Linked DNA regions of Mus musculus: region 2 is linked to region 1. Evidence: chromatin contacts called from public Hi-C data. All regions are on one chromosome and are shown on one strand. Each heading gives the region's core, a stretch centred on a gene start, on an enhancer-like site or on the middle of the called end of the contact. The rest is flanking DNA. Distances are from core to core; before and after follow the strand shown.

Evidence for each region. Hi-C and Micro-C count contacts between places; a contact is called where the count stands out from the background.
Region 2: a contact with region 1 is called in a Hi-C map of muscle stem cells, with 2.8 times the contacts expected there. The contact joins two enhancer-like sites. A contact is called at or near these places in 2 of 484 Hi-C or Micro-C datasets (embryonic fibroblasts and muscle stem cells).

Annotation. Positions count from the first base shown.
Region 1 is chr17:67,864,670-67,868,362 of GRCm38.p6, reverse strand. All of the region lies in intron 10 of Arhgap28 (Rho GTPase activating protein 28), which reads left to right. Among named protein-coding and RNA genes, the nearest start is that of Arhgap28, 140 kb to the left of the region's middle. Within about 2 kb of position 1,587, at least 63 of the 459 cell types and tissues checked have an H3K27ac peak or open chromatin away from gene starts, as enhancers often do. A contact at or near this core is called in muscle stem cells, where this site is marked.
Region 2 is chr17:68,310,965-68,314,657 of GRCm38.p6, reverse strand. It overlaps L3mbtl4 (L3MBTL4 histone methyl-lysine binding protein), which reads right to left. Exons shown (of 21, transcript NM_177278.5): 2 at 1-285. Among named protein-coding and RNA genes, the nearest start is that of L3mbtl4, 39 kb to the right of the region's middle. Within about 2 kb of position 1,932, at least 5 of the 459 cell types and tissues checked have an H3K27ac peak or open chromatin away from gene starts, as enhancers often do. A contact at or near this core is called in muscle stem cells, where this site is marked.

The sequences.
Region 1 (3,693 bases), core at 338-2,837:
AAACATTGCCATTAAAACTGTTGCTTGTCTTCAGATTGGAGTTTGAAACACCCGGACCTGTTTAGGGGATCAACTTTTTTTTTTTTTTTTTTTTTTTTTGGCCTTTAGGAGTCTTTGAGCTTTTACTTCCATTGCTAATTGCTCACAGCTGAGACCCATTCTTAGCTTCTTCTTTGGTCAGATTTCATCTAAGAATTTGTAGCAGTGCTCCTAACCACTGGAGTACTCACTCAGCAGCAGCTCTGAAACCCCAGTTCCATGTATGGTAATGCCAGCATCTACATAAAACCGCAGCGCAGCAGTGTGAATTCCTTTGCTCTGCCTTCTTATACCCACACAGGCAAGCTCTACAGAGCAGTGAGGAGTCCTGGAGGGGCGAACCTTTTCTAGTAAAAGCTTTCATTGTGCTTCCTTTTGGGCACACACATGCCTACGTTTTGGTCACCCCAGTCTGTGGACACCCAATGATGGGCCTTGAAAAGAATGTGCAAGTGGTGGTGAAGAAATGATTGTGATAAGCCAATGAAAGAAAAGGCACAGGGGTGGAGAGGAATCCCTTCATTAATTCACTTATACTTGAGGGAATCTATACCTATGAGAAGGGTCAAGGTAGAAATGTTGAAATATGGTAGCATATTTCTTTTCCTTTTTCTTTCTTTTTTTTTTTTTGTTTTTTTTTTTGTTTGTTTGTTTTGTTTTTTTGTTTTGTTTAGTTTGGTTTGGTTTTTCGAGACAGGGTTTGTCTGTATAGCCCTGGCTGTCCTGGAACTCACTCTGTAGACCAGGCTGGCCTCGAACTCGGAAATCCGCCTGCCTCTGCCTCCCAAGTGCTGGGATTAAAGGCGTGCGCCACCATGCCCAGCCAGCCTGCAGCATATTTCTTGAGTGAAAAGAAATTAAGTAGGCTGTGTCTATTGGCTCCTCCAAAGCAACAATGGACTGGTTGGTAGTGAAAGAGAGCTGGTAGGACCTGGGCTATGGTACAAGCTTGTCACTTCCTCCCAACAGGGGAGCCCTGCACTGGGCAGAATGGTGCAAGCCTGGAGCCATCTACCTGATCAGTCACCGGCTAGCATAGGTGCTGGGCCTGACCAGCCGACAGAATCGGCCACCTGAGCCTCTTTGTAAATGAATGTGGCAAGTTCTCATTTGTAGGGATGTCTGAAGATGGGCAGGTTGGAAATTAGGACTCCATTCAGCAAGGAGCTGGTTAAATACTAACACAGTTTCATTTGGAAGGCTCCTGAAGTGAGCTTGTTTTGATTTATCGTGTTCCGTTCATAGGCACGCCTCTGGGGAGAACACGCAGTAATGAGGATAAAGTGTGGACTGCTTTGGTTGTCTAAGTTATCAGCTGAGTCAGAGACTAGAAAGAGAGCCAAAGAGCCAGGCTTCGCCACCAGAATCAAACTCCACGCCTCTAAGCCCCTCTCTGTGCAGATCCACTGTGAAGAGAAAAGTTTCTTACGTGCCCCGCGTATGATGTTAGAGTGGGAGTTACGTTTCTTCGACAACCCTTTCTTTGTGTGAAACCTGCTTACCGAAGGCTGATCACCCTTCAGTGTGTTCACTGACGCATGAGTACCCACCCCGAATTTAGGGCAAGGTCTATTTTCCCTTACTGTTTTTGACGTTGTGTCAGCCGGTTTATTCTGCCGCTTGTTAGTCCACAAATGCAATCCAGATGTTTTCCTAGCTCTGGTTTCAGGCAAGCAAGCATGGAAGAAATCTGAGCCAGTGAGCAGATACTGGGAAAACGCTGTGGCTAGAGAGACAGTGGCCCTGGATACGTTGCCTAGGCCTTCACGTCCCCTTTATTCAAACCTTCAGTACCTGTGCTGGTTAAGTTTTCTGCTGTGTTTTCCTTATCCCCGAAGTACATTTCTGACAACGTGCTTGGGGAAAGGCAGTTTTCAAAAGCCATTATAATTACTCTTGATTCGAGCCAAGTAAATGACAGCAGCCATTGTGTGGGGGGTGGGGGTGGGGTGCTGATATTGAGTGGTCCGGCTTTGCGTTCTAGATGATCAGTGGGCCTGACAGGGACTCAGGCCTGAGAGGAAGCTGCTCACCTAGAGCCAAACGAGCTGCAAAGCCAGCTTCCAAGTCTGAGGCCCACAGATCATTTGGAACCAGTTTGATGCTTTGGAATGCTCAGTGATGTTCTTTTCAAAACATCGCAGAAATCTGAGCCAAACGCTGGGAACGTGTTTTATGGAAGAAGGCAGACTGTTTGACGTGTAAGCTCTCCTTGCCTCTGCTGCCTGTTGTTCTGAGGTTAGCTGTAGGTGCTTTGGAGTTATGCCACCCTGTGTGTTTGGTCTCTCTCCCGAGCTGGTAGCTTCAGGCTGGGGCTTTGCTTTTATTTATTTATTTATTTATTTTGTGAAGATGCTTCAGAAACTGATGTAGCCTTCTCTGTGCTCCAAAGAGACTTAAGGACACGACTTTGACTCTGCCTGTGTTCTCCTTAGTGGTAAACAAAAAAAGAGGTTTCTAGTGACTGATAGATTGGCGGGTTGGGTAATTGGTGGATTGGTTGGTTGGTGGGTTGGTGGATTGGTTGGTCGTTGCTGGGTTAGTTGATTGATGGGTTGATTGGTTGGTTGATGGGTTGGTTGGTTGGTTGATGGGTTGATTGGTTGGCTTTTTTGAGACATAAACTCATCATTTGAACCCAGGCTGGCCGCATACCCATCAGTATCCTGCCTTGGCACCTAACTCAGCAAGCTTGACACAGATTTCAGTTTCGCAGCCTCTGGAAGCCGTAGAAACGCTTGTGTTTGGCATGAGATGAACAAAACGGCTGGCTCTGTTCGGGACTCAAAGTAGGCGTCTCACGAGAACGAGGCAAAGGCTGTAAAAAGGGAAAGGCTACTCAAGTCTCATTTAAGTTATCTCTTTAGGGCTGTATCAGTCTGATGCTTCCAGGTGCCTGCTGTTTGAGGTAAACCCTCAAGTCCAAAGGCATGGTAGAAAATGAGTTTGACCATAGTAAAGAAGCTTAAAGAACAGTTGCCACTGATAAACAGATGACCCGATAATGCAGACTCTTTCAAGTAGGACCTGACTGTGAGTGGAACTTACAGAGAAAGGCCTGGTGCTTTAACACAAGCTGTTTGCCTAGTGCACTGGAGCAAAGGATACACCAACATGTGGAAGGTGTGTGTGTGTGTGTGTGTGTATGTGTGTGTTGGCAGAGCTGCTGTACCCGTTCCAGGAAAGTCATTATTATGCCTGCACTCTGCAGTGAAGTCAGAGTTACTTTATTGGGGCATTTCTCATTCCACATGTGAAAGAGCGGAGAGGCATGTGTTCATGGTCTGACTTAGGAGCAGAAGGGAGGGTAGCAGCAAGGTTATGATGAACGGAAAATGTCAGTTCTGTCAAATTTGAGCAAAGACTTTATCATGTGGGGGCTGTGCTATCCCACCAAAACCACAGAAGTAGAGCTACAGACTCAGTAAAGAGGTTTTATAGCTGTGCAGAATTGGCCAATTGTTTCAAGATTATTACTGTTTTGAGGATACCTCTGGAAATGCTTTTAAAAACTACCTCGCAAATACCATTCCAGCTCAATCATGTGGGAAGGTTAGAGGGTTAGGTTAGCAGGTGTTAACTTGAGCTGTCAAGTCGGAGAAAAAAAAAAAAAAAAAGAATAGTCTGTGTAATGATGGTGGGAAAGAGGCCATG
Region 2 (3,693 bases), core at 683-3,182, 450 kb before region 1:
GGGTGAGAGCACACAGCATCAGTTCTGCTCTCTCCTCTGGTCCCGGGGAAGACTGCTAGTTTGTGCATGTGGCTTTTCCTACTAAATGAGACAATCTTGCAAAAGTTTCTTGAAGGCTGAATACAAGACAGTCTCCAGCGCGTTCTTATCTCACTCTCTGCCTGGGTGCAACGGCATGTGCCAGTTCCTTAGAATGTTCTGGAAGTGACTTGTCGAAAGGCAGACTGTTCCCAGATAAAGCACTTTGAGGTAAGGCCACTGTCAGATTCTAGATCCCCTCCATATCTAGAAAAAAAAAAAAACATTCAAAGTAGCTTTCATGTTCAAAAAAAAAATATTTTCTTCACAGTTTTCTACACCCTCTCAGCTTCGCCCAACAAGCTAAAGCACAGCACTACCGTATCTGTTCTCATGCCCACCCCCTTTGTATACAGAACCCCAAAGCCTGCAAAACAGGAAGGTGTGAATTCAATACCAAGTGTTGAGAGGAATTATTTGGAAGAAGATTTTATTAAAAAAGAAAAAGGCTAATTTTTTGAGCAACTCAAGGAATACCATGTCATCATAATATCTCTGAACTCCAAAAGTAAATCATACAAAGGGAAGAAAATACTCTGCCTTATCTTTACAGCTCTATGACAAAACAACCAAGGCAGGTCACTTTACAAAAAGAAGAGGGTTTGTTTGTTTGTTTGTTTGTTTGTTTGTTTGTTTAGCTAAAACTTTAGCTAAGTACAGGATTAGAGATGGACTGGTTTGGTCTCTAGTGAGGATAATGGCGTCAAACCATGGCCAGAAAACATGTAGGAGAAATTGCATCTCAAACCAGGGGAGACAGGCAAATCATACGACCCCTTTTGAGAACACATCTCCATGACCCCAAGACCCTTCAGGTAATTTCTTGAATGGACTCAACAATCCCCAGTAGCCACTCTTAACATGCCACCATTAACATGCTGAGCTTAGGAGAATGCCTTCCTCTCGTCCATCACATACATCCATTAATTATTAGCTTTCTACAATTCTTCTATGATTAAGAGTTAGCCTTAGGTTAGTGATTCAGTCTCTGAGAGCCCTAAGGATCTAGGTTAGTTGACACTGTTGGTCCTCCTGTGGGGTACCCATTCCCTCCAGGGCCCTCAATCCTTTCCCAACTCTTCCATAAGACTGCCAGAACTCCATCCAATGTTTGGCTGTTTCTGCATCTGTTTCAGTCAGCTGCTGGGTGGAGCTTCTCAGAGGACAGCTATGCTAGGATCCTGTCTCCCAGCATAACAGAGCATCATTAATAGTGCCAGAGATTGTTGCTTGCCCCTGGGATGGGTCTCAAGTTGGGCCAGTGATTGGTTGGCCATTCCCTCAGTCTTCACGCTATCTTTGTCCCTGCATTTCTTATAGATAGGACAAATTTTGAGTTTTGTGAGTGGGTGGGTGTCCTTATCCCTCTATTGGGGGTTATGCCTGGTTTCGGGGGGGTGGTCTCTTCAAGGAGCTGTCCCTAAAGCTATAACCTGGCTGTGGAATCCATTCCCCTAACTGATTGATGCCTTGTCTGGCCTCAGTGGGAGAAAGGTGCACCTAGCCCTAAAAAGACTTGATGTGCCAGGGTGGAGAAAGCCCGAGAGGGTCCTCCACCCTCTCACAGGAGAAGAAAATGTGGAATCGGGGAGGGACTTTATAAGGGGGATACTGGGAGGAGGGGGCCGGCAATCAGGATGTAAAGTAAACCATCAATCAATCAATCAATCAATGGGGAAAAAGAGTTATAGTTAATATTAACTTTTTAAATGCTTTCCACGGTCAAAATGATCAGAGGGAAAACACCAGGCCGTCATTGCTCAAGACTTAACATGCACCCCATTCCAGTAACTTCCATAACAAAGTACAAATGACATGGTCATCCACTGGATTTATGGCTGTCCTGGAGACAACACCTGTTAAAGAATAACAGCTGCAGCTAAACAGCTGCTTATCATGTGATTACTATCAGCCCACAGCTTCAGAGTCTTTGGAATGGTTTGACTTTGTGATAGCCAAAGCAGGGTCAGGAGGCTAACTCAGCAAGCAAAAGGCTTTTGCCACCAAGTTTAGGGACATGGGCTAGCCCAGAATCTGACTAGTAGAAGTTGGCTATAGAATATAAAGTAGAGAGCGGCACCTGGAGAGTACGAAAAGTGCTAAAGAGAGTTGAAAAGGAAAGAGTGGCTCCAGCCTGCCACTGGAGGGGTGCTGTTCTGTTCAGCCTGCTGGCGGGCACTCTCAGGACAATGGCTAGTGGAAGGCACACTGACAGAGGAACAATATAAGAAGCACAGCACAATGGTTTGATGTCACATGGTCCCTGGGTTCTGGGCCTCTCCTACAAAGGAAAAGCTTATACAAAGTGAGAACTTGGAAAAATGACAACCAGCCTCCAAAGGACCCATGAAATGCTGATGGTTGTCACCCAACACCAAATGGAATATCTGACCTTTGTCAGGGTGACTGTACGAAACAAAGCCTCCTATCCAGCTCTGTGTGGTATGCATACAGGCGAAAGGCAAGAGCAGGCGATGTTTCCTCCCATCTCAGACACCCAGTAAAGATAGACGAGCATCCCTGATTGTAGCTGAGAGGGATGCAGTCATGGAGGTTTGTATGTGATGCCAAGCACATTGCTGAAGAGCAAGAGACTAAGGCACACTCAGATAAAGATCTGGCTCATCTCTTCCTACCTTTGGGTGCCTCCTAGTTGAGTTCTTTGGGGTTAGAATGCCCCCTCCACATGCACGCTCATGCATGCGCCATCACAGACACACACACACACACACACACACACACACACACACTCGAGCACGCACATGCACACTGTAAGATATACTATAGACATGTACCTGACTGAGGATAGGAGTTCTGTTATCAGCATCTCACCGGCACAGAGATGCTCACTGCCCAGTCATCAAATGCACATCAAAGAAGGCATTTCTATTGTACTTTTATATTTTAAATCAACAAATAATGTGCTAAATATACCATAACGATATTTTCAAACTAAGTATGTCTTTGTGGCTACCCTTCCCTTATCCCACCCGCATGGCTTCCCCATCTTGCCCTCATAAACTCCGTCAGCTCCTGATTTTGTTCTCCTTCCATGTCCCATGTGCCCTTCTGTCCATCTCCATCTTCCCTTATAACCTAACGCTACCTCCTCTTTGTCTCCTTTCTAGATTTATAGACCCACAGTTATACCATTACACACATATTGCATGTGTACACTTTTTGCTTGTTTGTTTGAGGTTTTGTTTTTGTTTGTTTGTTTGTTTGTTTGTTTGTTTGAGACAGGGGTCTCACTACATAGCCTTGGCTGTTCTGCTTGCTGTGTAGACCAAGCTAGCCTAGAAATCATAAACATCTGCCGGTCTTTGCCTCCTGAGTGCTGGAATTAAATATTAAGAAAAATGAAATAATAAAGTTTTCAGGAAAACGAGTGGATGTGCAAAGTATTATTAAGTGTGGTGAGAGGGAATGTTGCTTCTGCCTTTCCTAGGCTGAGATCAAAGGTGTACACCATCATGCCAGAAGAGACAGGCTTAAGGGGCCATGTAGGTTTCTGTATAGCTGTTTCTCCCTGTCCCTAGAGTGATCAGAGTAAAAACCAGCAAACCAATGTAGGTGGTTGTGTATCAGTGTGCCTGTGAATATATATTTACAAAA